Regions from separate parts of the Sus scrofa genome. Here region 1 is linked to region 2. A link is a contact called in public Hi-C data. All regions are on one chromosome and are shown on one strand. Each heading gives the region's core, a stretch centred on a gene start, on an enhancer-like site or on the middle of the called end of the contact. The rest is flanking DNA. Distances are from core to core; before and after follow the strand shown.

The links. A called contact is a pair of places that touch in the nucleus more often than the background predicts.
Region 1: a contact with region 2 is called in a Hi-C map of subcutaneous adipose tissue, with 2.5 times the contacts expected there. The contact joins the promoter of RTL5 here to the enhancer-like site in region 2. A contact is called at or near these places in 13 of 47 Hi-C or Micro-C datasets (adipocytes, embryonic fibroblasts, epiblast stem cells and 7 more) and 1 of 2 datasets of contacts at active chromatin or transcription factors (skeletal muscle).

What each region holds. Positions count from the first base shown.
Region 1 is chrX:58,010,537-58,014,726 of Sscrofa11.1, forward strand. RTL5 (retrotransposon gag domain-containing protein 4) reads right to left here and starts at 2,429. Exons shown (of 2, transcript XM_005657832.3): 1 at 1-2,429. The coding sequence starts at 1,997. The coding sequence ends at 303. The region is part of intron 3 of NHSL2 (NHS-like protein 2); the gene reads left to right.
Region 2 is chrX:57,877,630-57,881,652 of Sscrofa11.1, forward strand. All of the region lies in intron 3 of NHSL2 (NHS-like protein 2), which reads left to right. Among named protein-coding and RNA genes, the nearest start is that of RTL5, 130 kb to the right of the region's middle. Within about 2 kb of position 2,177, at least 25 of the 83 cell types and tissues checked have an H3K27ac peak or open chromatin away from gene starts, as enhancers often do. A contact at or near this core is called in retroperitoneal adipose tissue and subcutaneous adipose tissue, where this site is marked.

The sequences.
Region 1 (4,190 bases), core at 1,179-3,678, 130 kb after region 2:
GTTCATATATGGGAACAGGCCCAGAAACCTGCTCTCTGGCTCATGGCAGGACTGAGCAGCGTGTGTGCGGAGAGGACAGCTATCGCTGAGCCCTCCTTTCCCAGATGGCCTTGGTCGCACATATGTTACTTCCTGGTCATGGTCAAAGGATGGTCTGGAGTTCTCCAGGTCTTCTTCGGGTTTGGCAGGTCTGGAACGCCCTTAAGTACTGGTCAGTGAAGGGGGCAGGGGTGGCAGCGAAAGCAGGGGGCAGGGGATGCAGTGGAAGGGTGTGTTCCTGGGGGGCCAGCTTGGCCCAGCGCTCACACGCGGATTCGGCCCCGTGCGGCCCGGTGGCCCCCCTGTCTCGGAGTGAGGCGGAATAGCACTGGGGGACGGCGGCGAATTTGGCGTTGCCCTAGGCGACCTGCGCGGCGAATCAGTGGCGGCGAACTGTAGAAGGGTGAATTGGTACCCGGAAGGCCCTCCAAAAGTGGGACTCGATTCTGGTTCCTCCGTCTGCTGGGCTGTATGATGGGAGGTGACACATCTAGGAAATTTTCATGATAGTAGCCAGAAGTCTGGGAGGAAGCGTTCGCGTAGGTGGGCTCCATCTCCATCAGCTCATCCAGGTCATCGTCTTGGGTCTCATCCTCCGTCTCTTGCTCCTGTTCTGGCTCCGGCTCCGGCTCCTGCTCTGGTTCCTGGCGGCCACCCTCATCTTCATCTTCTTCCTCATCCTTATTCTGATCTTCCTCTTCCTTCTTCCTCTTCTTCCTCATCTCCTCCTCCTCTTCTTCCTCCTCCTCCACTTCTTCCTCCTCCTCGTCTTCCTCCCCTTTCTGTTTCAGCTCCTTCTTTCTCATCTCTTCCTCTCTCTTCCTCCTCTTCTCCTCCCTGGTCTCCTGCTGAACAGCTCTCACGCGCCACCGCTGGTCCTTGTCCTGAAGCCTGCGCCTGCGTGCCTCTTCATCTTCATCCCCACTGTAACACTCTTCTCCCTCCTCACCTTCGAGATGAGGGTCTGCTGCAAAAGGGAAGAAAATATTGCGAACCCCAGGGAGTGGGATTGGCTTGGGGACACGCACTTTTCTCTCTATCTCCACGCACTCAAGAATCAGCTCGTCCAGGTCGGCCATTTCAGTTGACCATAAGAGCTCCTTGCGGAAGAATTCTGACAGGCCTTTGAGGAATTGATTTTGAAGGCGGCAGTCATCCCAAGAGAGGAATTGAGCGAGGAACTGAAAAGCATCTGCATAGCTGCCCAGGGTACAGTCTCCCTGCTTGAGCTTGCGGATGGCCTTTTTTGCCACACTTGGGGGGATGGGGCCACAGAATTCCTTACGGATTTCATCTAGGAAGCGCGGGAAGTTGGCATGCAGGGGGCTTCCTTCCTGGGTGACTGAGACAGCCCAGTCCTTGGCTTCGCCAGCGAAAAAAGAGATCAAAAAGGCCACCCGCTCAGCGCCCCCGGGGAAATGATCCTCATGGTCGGCTATGAAAGTCTCTAGCTGCATCAGGAATTCAGCCAGGTAGACTGGGTCGCCCGAAAAGGGCTCTATCTCGGGCCGCTCCAGCGGCGGCAGAGGAGGCTGCGGGGGCAGCTCCTTGGCCGGGGGCGGGGGCAGCGCCGGCGGGGGCGGGCTGGGCATCGTGGGCGGGTCGGCGGGCCCTCCGGAGGTGCCGCAATCCTGGATCACGCTAATCAACAGTTCGTCCGGGGCGTACTCGGGCTCGGCGCGCTGCGGAGGCCAGCACAGGAAGGGCACTTCTCCCTCGGGAACAGCGTCAATCTCACTGAGCGGGAACTCAAAGTTCTCCTCGGCAAGGACGGGCATCACTGGCATCGGCCAGCGCATGTAGCTCGAGACATTGCCCCGCAAGGAATTGACCTCGGCCAGGGCTCTGCCGAGCTGGAAGCCCAAGTTGGCATTCTCCCCGCGAAGGGCATTTAATTCTTCTCGCAAGGCCACGTTCGCCATGCGGAGGCTATTGAGATTCCCGGCAGCCTCGGACATCGGGACTAGCTGGGGGCCTGGGCCTGCGGGCTGGGGTGGGATGGGGAGTTGGGGGCAGCGAGAAGAGCAGGGGGCGGCGGCAGCGGCGGGGCGCGCGGGAGGCCGAGCCACACCCACCGGGGCTAGCGCGGAGGACCGGGCGGCTCGGCCGGGGCGCTTTACCTCGTCCAGGGGAGCGGAGAGGGCGGGCGGCAGCGAGAGCCGGGAGGCGCGGCGCGGAGGAGGCAGGCGGTGAGGCGGTTATCGGGCCGGCGGAGGCAGGCGGCGCGAGAGAGGGAGAGGACTGCGGCACGATCTGTCGAGGAAAAATCTTGCGGCTGGCGCGTCCCCGCCTTTTAAGCGCGGCCCGCGCCACCCCACCCCCACCCCCGGCCGGGGCGGGTCTTGGGGAACCGCGGGCGCCCACTGGCCGCCGCGCGCCGCCTCCCCCCCCCCCCCCCGGCGGCGCCTCTCACTGCCTCTCTCCTTCCCTAGCTGCAGCTAACTCGGGTCGGGAAAATGCGACAGCGACTGCCCACTCGAGGTCGTCATGGCGACAGCCAGTGAACGTGTTCCTCTCCTCGGGCAGGCCCCCGAGTGTAGAGGAGCTGCTTCGCGAGGCGCAGCTCAATCTCCAGAGCCTGTTGCAAGGTACCGAGAGGGAGGGGGGCTGCGGCCGGAGCCCACGGGCCAGATGCGCAGCGGCTGGAGGGAGGCGACGAAGAAAAAGGACAGGGACCCGCGAGAGAAAAAGAGAGAACAGTAGAAAACCTATTTAAAAAAACAAAACACACACTTTCCATCTCTCACCTTTCAGACTACTGACTCCAAAGGGCCCACTTTCTACGACTGTTTACACCCCCCCGTCCCACCTCTCCACCCACGCACACTTTTTTTTTTTCCAGTTTAGTAGTCTCTGGGGGAAAAAGGGACGGTGGCCTGGGCGGGGCCGTGGGTCAAGTCATTTACAAAGAGAGCTGGATGAGAGACACGCACAGTGTGGGCCCACATACCCTCAGGCCTTCTCTTGCCCCATCACCCATGCCTTTGGAATCCCTGCACCCAAAGACAAAGGAGGCCATCTGCAGGATCTCTTACTCTGGGCTTCAGTGACTCTACTCTTGCAATAACCTTGCCCGCATATCTCCTGGGTGGCTCCTGCCTCACCAAAGTAAGCCCAGTACACAGCACCCACGTTGCCCATCTCATCCCCAATTCCCAACCCAGTGTCTTTGGAACATACTGATGAGCACCTTGTACATAAAGTTGGGTCCACACAAGCTAGAGAAAGAGCCCAGTCCTTATGCTGTAGCAGTCAGACCACCCGCACCAGGTAGAGTGAGAAAACCCAGACTTCAAAATCAGAGCCAAAATGGATTCGAATCCCACACCTAACTAGCCCTGTGACATTATGCAGATGACCCAACCTCTTTGAGCTTCAGATTAGTCAGCCATCCTTAAAATGGGGATTCCAGTTCCCCATGTGGCAAGATTTTGTGAGAATTAAGAATAGGGTGTTCTCAGAGTTCCCGTTGTGGCTCAGCGGGTTAAGAACTGGCCATAGTGTCTGTGAGGATGCAGATTCCAACCCTGGCCTCGCTCAGTGCGTTAAGGATCTGGTGTTGCTGCAAGCTGCAGCATAGGTCCAAGACGCAGCTCGGATCTCACATTGCTGTGGCTGTGGTGTCAGCCAGCAGCTGTAGCTCTGATTCGACCCCTAGCCTGAGAACTTCTATATGCCACAGGTGTGCCATAAAAGGGGGGGAAAGGAGTGGGATGTTCATAAACCCATTAGCAGGAGTATCTTGTAGCTGGAGAGACCCTGATAAAATGCAGCATCAACTCCTGGTCTGTGTCCTTTGGAACATAGGTTGATCTAGACACAGTACTAAAATTAATATAAAAGGAAAAATAACGTGGTCCCTGAAAGGACCTTACAATATGAAAAACATGCACATGGACCAGAGGGACTGATCCAATGTAAGTGGCAAGAGGATTAAAACTCAAACTTGGTGCTATGGGAGAGACTACTGGGTGCTGCAAATATCTGGATGGAGATTACAAGGGGCATGCATGCGTCATAATTCACTGAACCGCACACTTGTGCACTTTACTGTAAGTAAGTTAGGTCTCAAGAAAAGAATGCAAAGAAAACCCTAGCGCTGGTTCCAGGCTCCTTGCACTCTCCAGGCACTCACTGTCCCATTCAGGCCT
Region 2 (4,023 bases), core at 927-3,426:
ATTGATTGGAATGGCAATTAGTTTACAGATTAATTTAAGGGGAATTGATATCTCTTCTCCTTTTCCACACACAACTTTTCCTCCTTCATCAAGAGCACATGAAAAAATTTAGGGGCTAAAGGACCCATGTAAGCTCTCCTTCTCTCCTTCTCTCTCTCTCTCTCTCTCTCTCACACACACACACACACACACACACACACACACGCAAAAAGTAAATATTTTTTAGAAACTTGGGCACATGGGCTCTGGGCACTAGGGCTGTTGTTCAATGGTACTCCCAGAGTGGGGGCAACTTCTTTTCCTGATCAAAAAGAAACAACCCCACCTCAAACTCTGACTTGATAACAGATTTTTTGGACTTCAAGGAAGGAAGTGGGGAGTAAATGAAGCAGACAAGCCACACATGGTAACATTAGGAGACAATGGGGTCATGATTTTCTATCCAGGAGAGCCCAGGGTGATGGCTAGTATGAATGGTGGAGGATGAGAAGTACCAGGAATTTGTATTGTCTATGAGTACTAATAGACATTGTCTATGAGGTGGGGTTCTGAGGAACCAGGGAAGCACCAGTTCCCAGCAGGGTGTTCTCATTCATTGTGTCCCTCTATATATGGTAAATAGGGGAAGACAAGCTGGACTGGCAGCTGGGCACATTGGGCCCGATATTCTGGATAGAGCATAGTGTGGGTTTGGAGGAGAATCTGGCTACCTTTGGGTCCATTGCTCCTTCCTGTGGAGTTTCTCTCTTGGTGGAGGTGCAAATGCCTGGGTAATTTATCCTCGTAGGAAAAAAAAATGGTCTATTCTATCACAATAGAGCCATGCTACCTGCCCAGTTGTGCCCCCCTTCAGGGTCACCAACTGGCAGCAGGTACTCACAGCCAATCACACAGACCTTGATGCCTGGCCTAAGGATGGGGCTGCCCAAGCAGCTCAACCTACCCACTCAGGTGCTCCTGCAAGCTGTAGGCCTGAAGGATGTTCAGTAGCATGAGGCAGCCTTGGAATTTAGTGGGAGCTCTCCAGACTTTTCCCAAGGAAGAAGGAAGGCCTGCTTTAGGGATTCTTTGCCATGTGCAGATACTGTCTGGGCATGCAGCTCTGCCCTCACCTATTCAGCTTACAGGATGGACCCTACTGCTCTCAGATATCTATATTCTCCCCCACAAGATCATAGTCTTCAAGGAAAGAGTGGAGCCTGAGCTACCAGCACCACGCTCTGGATCTTAGCATCTAACAAGGCCGACAAAACATCATTCTAATAGCAAAAGGCAAAATCAGATGTAGTAAATACCTTAGGAGAGGTCCAAAGTGCTATGTGGAATTTACTAACCCCACTTCTGAAAATCCCATCTATCATTAAGTCTTTCCTTACCCCAATGTCTCTTGGATCTGTTTCTTTTTTCCTTCCCATTTCATGAATCTGATTTAGGCCCTCCTGAGCGCTACCAGACTACTTCAGGTACCACTTCTCTCATCTATTTTCCTCTGTGCATCTTCTGAACTCAAAGCTCTAATCATGTCCTCTGCTCCATAATAAAACAATCTTGACAGCATCAAGCCCAATGCCTGACTTTGTTCTTAAATGGCATTTATACCTTCCCCTTTATTTCCAAAACGGCAAATATTTGTTATAGTGCTTAACTTTCAAGGTCCTCTAGGATGTGGTCCAACCTTCTTTTCCTGTGTCTGTGTGTATGTGGGGCTGGGGGTGCAGTTAGAATGGCAGTGCCGCTTGATGCTGTATAAAGTGCACCTTGAACTTTGGGGTGAGAGGTAACTGGTTCATCAGAGTCCCTCCTCTGCGTCTTAGATGCAAGACCCTGGCTCATCCTTCACGTGTCTGTCGCTCTCAGTTTCCCATTCTGTTAAAACCCGGTAACAAAACCACCTCTATTCGAGGTTAGTGGTGAAGACTCAGTGGGAGTGGAGGTGAGAGGGGCTTCCAGCGCCGGAAGCTTCTCAGAGCCAGGGGCTTCAGGCAGGGGTGGGCCGGGGTGGACCGGGGTGGACTGTCGGAGCAGGTGCTGCCATGGGGCGGGGGGCGGGCCGCCCTGGGGCTGCTTTTTGTGCGCAGAGCAGCTCGGTGCGTCACCAGGCGCGTGCGGAGGCTGAGAGCCTGCGGGGGTGGCCGGTGCTGGCGCAGCCGGCTGGATGAGTCACGGGTCCCTCAGCACCTCCGGAACACGAGGCTCCTCAGAAGCGGCCAGGCCCCCGCCCTCCTTCCTCCCCCGCCTGGCGGAGCGGCAGAGCCGGCCCGGCGGCCGGCAGAGGGCGCTGCAAGTGCAGCCGCTCCAGCGGCCAAAGGCGGGCCCCGCCTCTGGCTCAGAGAGAAAGATCCCTGGGCTCAGGGGTGGGGGGGCTGGGGGAGGTCTCAGCACCCCCAGTGGCGGCTTTGTTTTGAACGAAAACGCTTGCCTTTAACAGAGAAGTGAAATGTACCTCAAAATGATCAGTCCCTATACAGAGTGATGGGGCTGACAGGGTCCTGCTGGAGAGGGCGTCTTCTTGCTAGCCCCCAGCTTTTGAGCCGGGATGTCAGAAGTTGGCGAGTCACCACTCTCCCCAGAGACGGTCCCTGATAGGGTGGGTCTCCCTTTTCCACAATAGATCTGCTTAGGGAACCCGGCCCTTAATTGTCTCCCCCTTTGACGTTTCCCCCCACAGGAGTTGATGAAGTTTCCAAAGATTTGGGCTGACAGCAATGAAGGGCAAGGGGAAAGAGCACTAGCTAGCAGAGGTGGACGGTTTCAGTGCCAGCTCCATCTTGAGGTTGCTGTGTGACCTTGGCCATCTCGTTATTCATTCATTCATTCAGAAAGCATTCACTATGTCCGCAAGGTGACCGTGAGGGGAAGGGAGGAGGCCAAAGCTGTGAACAGACTGTTACTCCGACCTTAAAATAGTTTATGGTTTGCACAAGACTCCCACACATAAGTGATCCACAAATATTTGCTGAATAAATAAATGCTATGATGTAATCACTTACACATGAGAGCAGGGAATTTGGGGTCACCTGTGCATCCCAGGTGCCTAGAACAGTGCCTGACACACCGAAGGTCCTCAGTAGTTTGTCGAATAGATAACGGAATGCATTAAGCATTTTTCGAGCACAGGAGAGAGTACTTAACCCACAAGAGTATGTGATGTTTGAGCCAACTCTCGAGGAAGAGTGGGTATTAGCTAGCCACCCAGGACCAGAGGGAAAGGCCATACAGGCAGAGGAGCCTGTGCCAAGGTGCAGAGCTCACTGTGTCCTCATCTCTCTGCTCTTCAGTTCCTTTAATAAGAAAACAAGTGTAGATTTGGCCCTGTAATCCCTCAGATTCTTCAAGTTCTGAGATTCTCTGATTCTAATTATGAATCCAGTTACCCAAGTTAGGGCCTGACTAGTGCTGGGAAGCTTTGCAGCTCAAGAAATTCAGGTTTTAACTTTTGGATGAACCCATCTTCAGAATCAAGACTTGATGACCCTAAACACCTCTTTTCCATCCCCTTGTTTTGTCTTTCACCTTGGAGCACTCCCTCGAACCCTCATACAATGAATTATCTATGCCATTAAAGTCAGCTCTTATTTGTATATTGCCATGATTTTTCTTTGTATTCATTTGGTTTTTGAAATAAAGCCTTTGCTGATTTCATATTCGTTAACTAACACAGTTAATTGCAGACCAAACAGAAAAGTACACAGAAGAAAATAAACACCACCCATCCTTCACCTACCTGATATGGTTCCTTGAAGATTCATTAGGCTTTCATTAAAATAAACACACCCACCCATAAGCTCATACAACACACGGTCACAGATGACTGTTATGTGAAGCTTACGTTCCCAGCGAAAGCATGAGCTGTGAGCTGGAGGCAGTTCTCTCTTGCTCTCCATTAATTGTGTCTCTGATGGAAAGAGATGTTGGCTGGAACCCCAAAACTCTGATTCTTTTTTTTTTTTTTTTGTCTTTTATCCTTTTAGTGCCGCACGCATGGCATATGGAGGTTCCCAGGCTAGGAGTCTAATCGGAGCT